Regions from separate parts of the Hordeum vulgare genome. Here region 1 is linked to region 2. Evidence: chromatin contacts called from public Hi-C data. All regions are on one chromosome and are shown on one strand. Each heading gives the region's core, a stretch centred on a gene start, on an enhancer-like site or on the middle of the called end of the contact. The rest is flanking DNA. Distances are from core to core; before and after follow the strand shown.

The links. Hi-C and Micro-C count contacts between places; a contact is called where the count stands out from the background.
Region 1: a Hi-C map of seedling shows a contact between it and region 2, with 3 times the contacts expected there. The contact joins the enhancer-like site here to the promoter of LOC123448328 in region 2. A contact is called at or near these places in 1 of 6 Hi-C or Micro-C datasets (seedling) and 1 of 1 datasets of contacts at active chromatin or transcription factors (embryo).

The regions. Positions count from the first base shown.
Region 1 is chr4H:175,645,891-175,651,818 of MorexV3_pseudomolecules_assembly, forward strand. No RefSeq gene overlaps it. Among protein-coding and RNA genes, the nearest start is that of LOC123448328, 480 kb to the left of the region's middle. Within about 2 kb of position 1,516, at least 3 of the 3 cell types and tissues checked have open chromatin away from gene starts, as enhancers often do. A contact at or near this core is called in seedling, where this site is marked.
Region 2 is chr4H:175,166,310-175,171,862 of MorexV3_pseudomolecules_assembly, forward strand. LOC123448328 (CDK5RAP1-like protein) reads right to left here and starts at 4,008. Exons shown (of 3, transcript XM_045125167.1): 1 at 3,731-4,008; 2 at 2,160-3,214. The coding sequence starts at 3,933.

The sequences.
Region 1 (5,928 bases), core at 266-2,765, 480 kb after region 2:
GCAATAAATAAACTTTGGACCCGTTAATTCCTGAAACAACGGTCGAGTTTCAGAAACAATTTGCTTGTTGCGGGATTTTTTTTTCTTCGTTTTGCGGGAGAGTTTTTTGCAACAAAAGGTCATGTTTTAGGAATTTTTGCAACAAATGTCAAGTTGCAGAAGCACTACCTAGCGAGCTGGGAAGCTCTTGGCGGCGGGGCGGCCGGCGAGCTCTAGGCGGCGGGGCGGCCAGCGAGCTCTAGGCGGCGGGGCGGCCGGCGAGCTCTTGGCTTGCTTCCGGTGGAAGCCGTCTCGTCATGCCTGGGTTCCCTTCTTCTGCAACAACTTCCAAGCTGCAGGAACAACGTTCTGAAACAATGGAGTTGTTTCAGAAAAACGGGTCACGGCTCGTCCGCCCGGCCACGTGGCAAACAAAGAAGACGGTAAACGCGAGAGCAGGATCAGTCGGTTGAAAGGTAACGTTTTCCTTATATATTTCCTCCTAAGTCTAGTGAACAACTTTTGTCGCGCTCACAGGCTTGTGGCCGTGCCCCGCATGCCAAAATCATGCCCAGGCTTGTAGTTGGCGTGCTCTCGAGCGTGCTACAGTGCACCAGGGCACTATAGCCGCAGCATCCCGAGGCTCCCGACAGCTTTGGGAGTCTCGGTAGTGTCCCCCGAGGCCACCTCGGCGTCCTCAACATTTTACGCTTAAGGCCCCCTCCTGCTTCTCTCTCGGGCGTCCCCTGTCACGGGTGCCCGATGCCGACCAACTCAGCCACTCTCTGTGCGTGGTCTGGTCCTGCCTCTGAGCTTTCCCCGCTCCCTCTCTTTCCTTCCCTGGTCGAGGACCAAGTCCATGAAGGACGCAGGCACCACCTGGAGAGCTCCCGAGCACACTGGTGATGTCCACGACCGCTCCGAGCTTCCTTCCACGATGCACCAGCACCTGGGGTACTTTAGGGCCGTCCCGTAACCCCCTCTCCGCTCGGATCGCACTCTCTCCCTCGTGCAAATCTCCCGACGCCCCCAATTTCGCCCCCATGCTCACCATCGTCCCCCATGGCCGAGGCCTTGCCAACGGCCTCCGTTCAAAATTGGAGCCCCCAAATGCCTCTCTTCACCTCCTGCCCACAGGAATCGGCCAAGAAACCTCGACTAGCCTTCGGCTCATCCCCATTTCCTTTCTCGTCGTCTGCGCCGGCCTGCCCATGCCCACTGTTGTCAGTCTCCGCCGCAGCATCGGCCCCACGCTCTCCGCTGCCTTCCAGCAGGGGCTAACCACCCAGGAGGGTGCGCGCCGTCGCCTTGTCCTCGTTGGTGGTCGTAGCGCCGCCAGGGGTAGCCGTTGTCATCGGTAGGAGCGCCGGCGCCGCTCGGCTTTGCCTCCCCCGCTCCCTCTGTGCCCGAGGGGGAGGTAAGGGAAGAACCCGCCATACGGGCCCCATCTATCGGCCTCTCAGAGAGGCCACGCTATTGACGGGTGGGCCTCCCTTTTCTTAAGTGGAAACGGAGTCGCTGGAAACCGCCAGCGCCAGCGGTTAACAGGTTGGGACGCCTTCGGCGACAACCCCGCCTGCTGTGGGGTTGAGCCGCTGGGCTGGCCCCACGGCTAAGTTGCGCCCAGTGCATAGCTTAACACGATTAGGTAAGGATTTTCTTTCTCTTTTCTTTTTATTTTTCTAGAAAGGCCAAAGATCCTTAATAAATTCATAGGACATCCAATTCTGATTACTCAAATTTCCAGAAACTTATAAAATCCTTGCCTATCCAAATATATGCATTGCACATTTTTCCAAAAGTATTTTCTGTAATGTTGAAATTCAAATTCAAATTTGATTATTCAAATCCCACCTTGAAAAATTCTTAGAGCCTCCAAATCAACTCCAAATGGAGTAATTTCAATTTCGATAGACTCTAGAAATCATGCCGTATTTTTCTGGTCTGACTCAACATTTTTCTCCGCATTATTTCTATTGCACCAAATGAGTAGCCCCTCTTTACCATTTATGACATATTAGGAAATCCCCAGAATATTCATGCCAACTCCAAATCGAGTGAAACCACTTCCAAAATGTTTCTAAAATTATCCCCTAATTTATAGGCACATCCACTCATTTTTGTAAAAATATTTTCTGTAGACTTCTTATAGGATCACCACTTCCTCTATTTCCACCGTATAAAAATCTCTAGTGACCCAAATACCTTAGAACAACTTTAGATAATTTTTCTTATGATCAGAAATATCCAAGAAAAATAGAACTACTATTTGTGGAGCAATTTTGTTTTCTTCTTGTTGTGTGGCTTTTCGTGGTTGTTTCGTTGATAGTTGACGAAGTAAACGGAGTGCTCGGAATTGGACGAGAAGCATAGGAAGACCCTTTGACCATGTCTAAGAAACCAATTATTTTGCATGCCATATAGCGATATATTTCGTTGCATTTGTATCATGATTGTGTTGATAATCACCTTGGCCAGTTGTCTCGGAGGAACTCCTCGTTGATACTTGCACTTGGGTATGACCCTACAACCTATGAGGGTTGTGTGGGTGGGAGGTAGTTAGGATGCTAGTAGTTGCTAGGCCAATGGGATGGGTCTATGCATGATGACCGTGAAAGAAATGATTTCGAAGGTTTGTTGAAAACCCCGTCGGGTGACACTGATGCCCAAGGGAGATGGTGATGAGATGGGTGACCACTTGGGAAGGAAGTGGGTCACCGATAAAAGTTTTGTGTGTGTGGTTTTGAAAACAGATTGGTCTAAGTTGTGACTATTACTCCAACCTTACATATGCGACCACGATACCCCTCATGGGACAAGGCTTTGTTGATTACTTTGGTCAGTGCTAGCAGAGAGCCTGCATTACTAGTGGTTAGAGTGACATGGTCACTTTCATCATGGGGTCATGCAAAGTAGGGCGACCATGAGCCGTTTTCACAGGCACCGGGCACACCGTTGGTCCCTTCATGGATGGTACGATCTAGAGCGAGGCTCGTATGATGTACATCATTAGGGCTGGGTACCAATCAAGTGGAGTCTTTGTTTATTATCTACAAGGGAAAGGCATTGTTCGGGTGCTTACCTTGGGTATGTGATATATCGTGAGTCGTGGATGATATGGAAGTTCCCCAGGTCTCGTAGGTACAGTACGCAACCTCTACAGAGTGTAAAACTATTCGAATAGTCGTGTTCACAATGAAGGACAGTTGGATCACCACTCTTAGGCTACGTCCAGATGTTTTCGCATAAACCAAGTGTGCGTGTGAGAAAGGATGGTTGTGTGTGTAAGATGATACTCGAGCTAAGTCAGATGACTTTGCATGATATATCAACGTGGGACGTTCAACCCCTGCTTATTGTGATACTTGAGTTAAGTCAGATGACTTGACACGGCAAATGAACGTGGCACATTCAACTCGTGCTGAAGATGATATATATAACTTGTACATATGGATATCTGCAACACGTTGATTCATGTTTTCACAAGAGCGATCATGTCACTGCAATCAAAATTACATTTATGTAAATTACCTATTTAGTGCTATACTATGCTCTGTATTTTCCTTGTTTCAAACATGGGTTGCTTGCGAGTACATCAAAAGTACTCATTGGCTTGCCACTGGTTATTTTAGTGGCCACGCATAAGAGAACATGATATGTTGAAGATTACCTTGGTGGCGTATGTGCGATATAGAATACGTGTTGGGTTAAGGCATATGGCATGGGTACACACTGTTGATGATGATTTCCCGCTGCAAGTATATGAAGCTTGGCCACACAGGCCATATCCAAGCCAAACGGTACTTAATGGATGTAAGACTCATGCTATTCAGTTTTTGTGTGTTCAGGGAGCATTATTCTCTGGTATCACTGTGCACATTCATTCCGTGATCACGACTTATGAGTCAGGGTCCCCACATGTCTTCTTCTTCTTCTATTCTTCTTCTTCTTCTTCTTCTTGTTCTTCTTCTTCTAGTCTTCCTCTTCTTCTTCTTCTAATTCTGCTTCACCTTCATCATCATCATCATCATCATCTGCTTCTTCTTCTTAGGTAATTATCCTAAAAATGACATAATTAACTTATTTATTTCTCTTATGACATAATTAGCTTAGTTAGGTCACAAATGGCATAACAACCTTGGTTAGCTCATGAATGTCATATTTGTAGCTTGTTTTCCTCTAAAATGACACAATTAGCTTAGTTAGGTCAAAAAATGGCATAATAACCTTGCTTAGCTCATAAATGTCATATAATTAGATTATTTTCCTCCAAAATGACATAATCAGCTAAAAACGGCAAAAAAGAAAAACAACGAATAGAAGAGGAAAGAGAAGAAAAAGAAAGAATAAAAGAAGAAGAATGAGCTTCTTCTTTCTTTCATCTTATTATTGTCCTTCTCTTTTTCTTCCTTTTCTTTTCCTTCTTCTTCTTCTTCTTGTTATTCTTCTAGTCTTCTTCTTCTTCTTGTTGTTGTTGTTGTTATCCTTCTTCTTCATACTTCTTCTTGATCTTCTTCTTCGCCGTCTTCTAGTCTCCATCATCTTCTTATTCTTCTTCTTCTTCTTCTAGTCTTCTTCTTATTCTTCTTCTTCTTAGCTAATTATCCTTCAAAATGACATAATTAGCTTGATTAATTTATTTATGACATAACTAGCATAGTTAGGTCAGAAATTGCATAATAACCTTGGTTAGCTCATAAATATTATGTACTTAGCTTGTTTCCTCTAAATTGACATAATTAGATTAGCCAGGTCAAAAGCATAATCACCTTATTTCGCTCATAAATGTCATATACTGAGCTAAATTTCATCTGAAATGGCACAATAAGCTCAAATATGGCATAAAAAGAAAACGAAAGTATATAAGAGGAAAGAGAATAAAAAGTAACAAAATAAGAAAAATGACCTTCTTCTTTCTTTCTTATTATTTTCCTTCTCTGTCTTCTTCTTTTTGTTCTTCTTCTTCTTCTTCTAGTCTTCTTCTTCTTTTTCTTCTAGTCTTCTTCTTCTTCTTCTTCTTCTTCTTCTTCTTCTTATAGTCTTCTTATTCTTCTTCCTCTTCTTTTTCTTCTTCTTCTCTTCTTCTTCTTCTTATTCAAGTTCTAATTCTTCACCTTCATCATCATCATCATCTTCTTCTTCCACTGCTTATTCTTATTCTTATTCTTCTTCTTAGCTAATTATCCTCCAAAATGACATAATTAGCTTATTTATTTCACTTATGACATAATTAGCTTAGTTATGTCAGAAATGGCGTAAAAACCTTGGTTACGTCATGAATGTCATATACTTAGCTTGTTTGCTCTAAAATGACATAATTAGCTTAGTTAGGTTAAAAATGACATAATAACCTTGGTTAGCTCATAAATGTCATATACTTAGTTTATTTTCCTCCAAAATGATATAATAAGCTAAAAACGGCACAAAAAGAAAAGAAATAATAGAGGAGGAAAGATAAGAAAAAGAAAGAATAAAATAAAAAGAATGAGCTTCTTCTTTCTTTCTTATTATTATTTTCCTTCTCTTTCTTATTCCTTTTCTTCTTGTTGTTGTTCTTCTTCTTCTTCGTCTAGTCTTCTTCTTGTTCTTCTTGTTGTTGTTCTAGTCTTCTACATCTTCTTCTTCTTCGTCTTCTAGTCTTCTTCTTATTCTTCATCTTCTTAGCTAATTATCCTCGAAAATGACATAATTAGCTTATTTAGTTTATTTATGACATAATTAGCTTAATGAGGTCAAAAATGACATAATAACCTTGGTTAGCTCATAAATATTATATACTTAACTTGTTTTCCTCTAAAATGACATAATTAGCATACTAGGTCAAAAATAGCATAATAACCTTGTTTGGCTCATAAGTGTCATATAATTAGCTTATTTACCTCCGAAATGGCATAATAAGCTCAAAAATGGCATAAAAGAAAAAGAAAGATTAAAAGAGGAAAGAGAAGA
Region 2 (5,553 bases), core at 2,758-5,257:
GCTTATGGTATGCCCAGGCTTTAGAAATTTGCTAGCTCCGCCACTACCAGGCCTTCCCTAATAAATACCTAGGGATCCCTCTTCACCATGACAAACTGAGAAGGGAAGACATTCAGCCTTTAATTGATAAGATCATGAAAAGGATTGCAGGATGGAGAGGGAAACTACCCTCTTATAAAGGCAGGTTAATCCTTATCCAGGCCTTGCCAGTATTCTAATTTATCTACTTTCCTTTTTCAAATTTCCAAAATGGGCTATTGATTTGATCAATTTTCAGATGGCTAATTGTTTGTGGAATGACTTTGACGGTCGTAGGAAATTACACCTAGCAAACTGGAAGTTAGTATGCATGAAGAAAGAATTTGGTGGCCTTGGAATCCCTAACCTCCAAGAAGTTAACCTTTGCCTCCTAGGGTCTTTGGGTCAAAAGATACTATGAGGGGGAGGGGAAACCTTGGAGAGTTATGATAGATAATAAATACATGAATGGTAAGCCCAACTTGTTTTCTCTTGGCCCTAACCCTCATAGCTCCGGATTTTGGAAAGAACTACAATCCATCATCAAACCCTCAAATTTGGATATAGATGGAAAGTAGAAAGAGGAGATAAGGTTAGGTTTTGGGAAGACACTTGGTTTGGCACATCTCCCCTTGATGTACAATTTTGGCTTGTGTATGTGATCTGCAATGAACAGACTAAATGCATCAGGGAGGTGTGGGATGGCACCACATTTAAACTCTCTATTAGGAGAAACTTTAATGATAGGCTTACTGAACACTGGTACCAATTGCTTGAGATTGCTAGTAGCCTTGTCCTTCCTGAGGGCTCTGATTCTCTTGTTTGGCAGCTGGAAAACAAGAGAGTTTACTCCTCTAGCTCTTTGTACCATGTGATCAATTTTAGAGGTGTGCAACCAACGTTTGTTCCTGCTGTTTGGAAAATCTGTGTCCCCCCTAGAATCCATGTTTTCTTATGGTTGTTTTCTAGTAACAAATTGATGACTAGGGATAATCTAAGGAAGAGACGCATTATTAAACCTCTAGACTGTGTGTTCTGTGCAGAGGAAGAATCTGTCTTTCACATGTTCTTTGATTGCACAGTTGCTAGAATCCTATGGTCTTACATTGGTGCTCACTTTAACATTTCAATTGGTTTTGATTATGAATCAGTGGCTAGATTTTGGAACTCTAATAAGAAACATGTTGTCCTAAACACTGTTAGTTCAGCTGTCCTGTGGTGCTTGTGGAAGTATAAGAACTCTATGATCTTTAACAACAACACTTGGATATATGTTGAGCAGGTCTGGAGAGTGATCCTCAGGACTCTCAAATCCTGGGAGATACTGACACCAGAACATGGCAAGCTGAAGATGTTGGGCTTCTTGGAGGAGCTGACAAGACACACCCAGCTGCCCCCCATGATCCTAAGTGGCTGATGCTGAAGCAGGTTTCAAATGAAGGGATCCCTAATCTCAAGGTATCTGAGGACGACGACTGCTACCACTCCCCGAGCAAGAAAAGGCCCCTGGAGACAAATGCACACTGAGCAGCCCCGTCTCTATCCTCTCTGCCTGTTGGTCACCACAAGCCGTTGCTGCACCTCCTCTGAAGCTCAGGCAATCAGGAGAAGATGTGGTGGTTTGAAGCAGATCAGAACAAAAAGCCTAGTTTTAGTTTCTATCCCAGGCCTGCCTGTCTTTCATCTCCTGTTGAGGAGACGTTTTTATGTTTCCTTTTGTCTCTGTTTTCCTTTGAACTGCTCCTCTAAGTGAGCTGATGTATGACACTATGTTTTGGTTTCATTCTGAGTAATGGAGCCGGGGAGAGGAGCTCCCCGTTCATCTAAAAACCAAGTATTCCATATAAAAAGCAATCAAGGAGAATAAGAAGCGAGAAAGCAGCACCTAACCACATCCCTCTCTCCAAATCAGCCACACAGAAAATATGAATAAATTGCAAAAAAACACCACAATTGTGCAAAAGTCATCAAGCACCCACCAAAATGCATGTTTTTTGGTGTTTTTTTCCTGAAGCGTTGAAAACTTCGCCCCAATTGTGGTGGATTTTTGCAATTTACTCCAGAAAATATATATCCACATTGGAAGCACTTCACTTAGAAAGATTGTGATTACCAAAAAGCAGAAAACATGTGTGTCTTACCACTTATGAAATCACTGCTTAGCCCAACATCTGGAATGACATTACGGATTTTCTGTACAAGCTCCAAATATGCTTCTCGAGTATAACCCCGCTTCATTCGTTCCAGCACCTCTGTGCTGCCTGATTGTGCAGGCAAGTGAATAAGTTTGCAAATATTGTGCCTATCCCGCATCAAATATAGCAGCTCATCAGGAAAATCCTTTGGATGTGGAGAGGTAAACCTGAATCGCATCTCAGGGTATTCCAGAGACAACTGATCCAGGAGATCGGCAAAGCGCAACCCCGTATTCTTCACTTTGCACCTGCTGGAAAATCCTTCGCTGAGCTGCCAGTTTTTACCAGGCTCTAACTCCTCAACTTCAGAAGTATCATTATAACTGTTTACATTCTGACCAAGAAGCATTACTTCTTTTACGCCAGCATACCAGAGCTCACCAACTTCTCGGACAACAGAAGATACTGGGCGTGACCTCTCCCTGCCTCTAGTGAAGGGAACAATGCAAAACGAGCACATATTGTTACAACCCCTCATAACTGACACGAACGCCGTAACCGAATTGTCAGAAATCCTAACTGGGGTGATGTCAGCATAAGTCTCCTCCAGTGAGAGGAGTGTGTTGATACCCTTCTGCCCATAATCCACTTCTTGCAGCAGCCTAGGCAAGTCCCTGTACGCATCCGGACCACATACAACATCAACCATCTTATCGGAGTCGAGTATTTTCTCCTTCAGTCGCTCTGCCATGCACCCGAGAACAGCAATCTTAGGAGGACGCAGAGACTTAGATCTCCCTCCAGCGACATTAGTTTTCCATTGCCTTTTCAGGAACCAAAAGTAGTTGAGCCGCTGCCAAACTTTCTGTTCTGCATTGTCACGAATTGCACAGGTGTTGATAAATATTATCTCTGCACTCTCAGGGTCAGGAACAATGTCATTGTACCCTTCCTTTTTCATGATAGACAGCACAATCTCCATATCATTTACATTCATCTGACACCCGTACGTTTCATGGTAGATGCGTCCCTTCTTTACAGTCGCTGTACCAGACTCTGAACTAGACGACCCACAAGAAAAATCACGGTTATATCTCAAAATGCAGGCACAAATCATTATGAGGCATATTAACTGATCGGAGTTCACTGAATACTGCTACGAAAAAGAATACAATAACCAGTCACATGAAACTCAATAGCTAACAAAATGGACAGTCGTCCATGCATAAGCTTGTTAAACACAAAAAGCAAAATATTTCAGCACTGAGCCAGGCAAGAGACGACATAAATTCTGAGACTGCAGCCATACATTAGCGATTAGCTCGCACTGGACCAAGAACGAAATAAACAAGGAAATATCTAGTTCCGTACAGAAACGAAAATACTTGCAGTGCTAGATACATCCGTTTGAGCCTCAATTAATATGGGACAGAGAGAGTACATCTTTAGCTGAAACAGAAAGGGTTCTAACAATAACAAATGCACTTTTCCACCAAGTTTTACAGTTTACTGATGCTCTAACACAACGTCAGCCTATCGCGCTTCAAGTTGAGGGAATGGAAGGGTCACCGACTTACTCTGTCTGGGGCTCAGAGACGTCCGTGGCGGCGAGGTGGCGGACAGAGCGGCTGACGTGGAGATGGGGCGGGGCCGGGAGCCGGCGCCGTGGGTCGGAAACGGAAAGTGGAACAGGGATAGCGCCGTAGTAGCGTACGGATGCTAGGAGGCCGAGGCCACGGCCGAGGCGGGCGGCGGTGAGCGGGGCGAGCGGCGCCGCCATCGCGGTTTGGATGGCGGTGAGCGGGGCGTGCGAGAGGTGAGGAAAGAGGGGTCGGGTAGGAGCGGCGGCGTGTCGGGGGCAGTCGGATAACAGTTTGGCATGTCCGTCTGATGTAAGATCAGTGGTGAAAAGCAATGTAATCTATTTCTTGTCTTTCTAATATTAATAAAATACCTAAATTCTTAAAAGTGTTCGCGTGCCATGTATCGTTGTGTGAGCGCTCAGCTACACGACAAGCCACATACTTGCTCCATTTCAAAAAAAAATCCACCGCACCGATCCCTCTTCCTCTCATTTGTTCTCTCTCCTCCCCTACCCCGCCGCCTAGATCTCATCTAGTCTCAACGCCATCCAATTCATCTTCATCTAGGACAGGCCGTTCATGGAGATCCCGTCTTCTTCAGGGCACCCGTAGGTGAAGGTTTACGGGGAGGCATTTTTCGGTGTCTGCGACGTTGTTGCTCCCGGGTGCTCACTTCTTTTGGCTGCGACATGCGGATGTGCCCCGCGCCCACGCGAGCCTCAAGGTCTAGACTCCTCTGTTTCATTGTTCTCTGACAACCACATGGTCAGGTGCATGTCGTGCAGTCCTCAACACTCTAGCCGCCCAGCACAGGGGGCATCCTATTGCAGCCTTGCATCTGGAGCTGGGCGGAAGTAAGGTCGGCGGGGACAGGATGTCCACCATCGACGACTGACGCGTCGGCTGATACGTCTCGTCAGCTCGATTGCCGATGTTGTTTGCTGCGGCTCGAATCTTTTCTTGCTCCTTGCTTGATCGGCCTTTCGACACTCGTATCTTGTTTTGTTTTTGCTGCACAAATGATAGATGGCCATGTAAAGCTCTTTATTGTCGTTGATATGTGTAATTCTTGTGTATATTGCTTGTGTGCCATCTTGCGATGTTTGATGGTAACAAGCAATAGGAGATGCAATGTTGCGCGTGCATCTAATTTGTGAATGGTTGTTTTGATTTTGTATGTGTAGCAGATGCTTGTGTTGTTGGTTGATTTGTTTCTGCAATGTGGTACACCATAACAGTCGATGTCTCATTCCCACAAGATGGGTTGTCTTTAATTACACAAGATGTGTATTGTGTTTTTACTCACTAAAACTTGTCGAACATTTACTAGATAGTTTTCGATGATACTACAAGCTTTTTTCATAGCTATCACGTGTTAAACTTGCCGAACTCGAGCGATCTTGACTAGATCAACATCCCCCCTTGTGTTTTTTTTTCTTTTTTTCACACAAAAGCTTGCCCAATGCATGATAAGTAGTTGCTAGAGATGTTGACATGAGTTGCCCGGAGATTCACTCCCGAGAGTCGAGTGAAGCAGGAACGCCGCTCATGTGTGAAGTCATGGGTTGGGCCGATGTTTGGCCCGCCAACCGTGTGCGAGATCTATGGGTCAGGACAAATTGAGTGTTTTGTGGATAGGGGTTGGGCCTTCGCGACTTTAGGGGGGTTGACGAACCGCGAAATGCATAGGGACGAGGTGGACTGAGGTTTCATAGGAGGTTAAATAGGATTTATGGAGGGAAGCATCGGGGGTAGGGGCACGCGCGAGAGAAGCACATTTTGGGAGATAGGTTGAGTGCGGCGACCACCCCTACGCA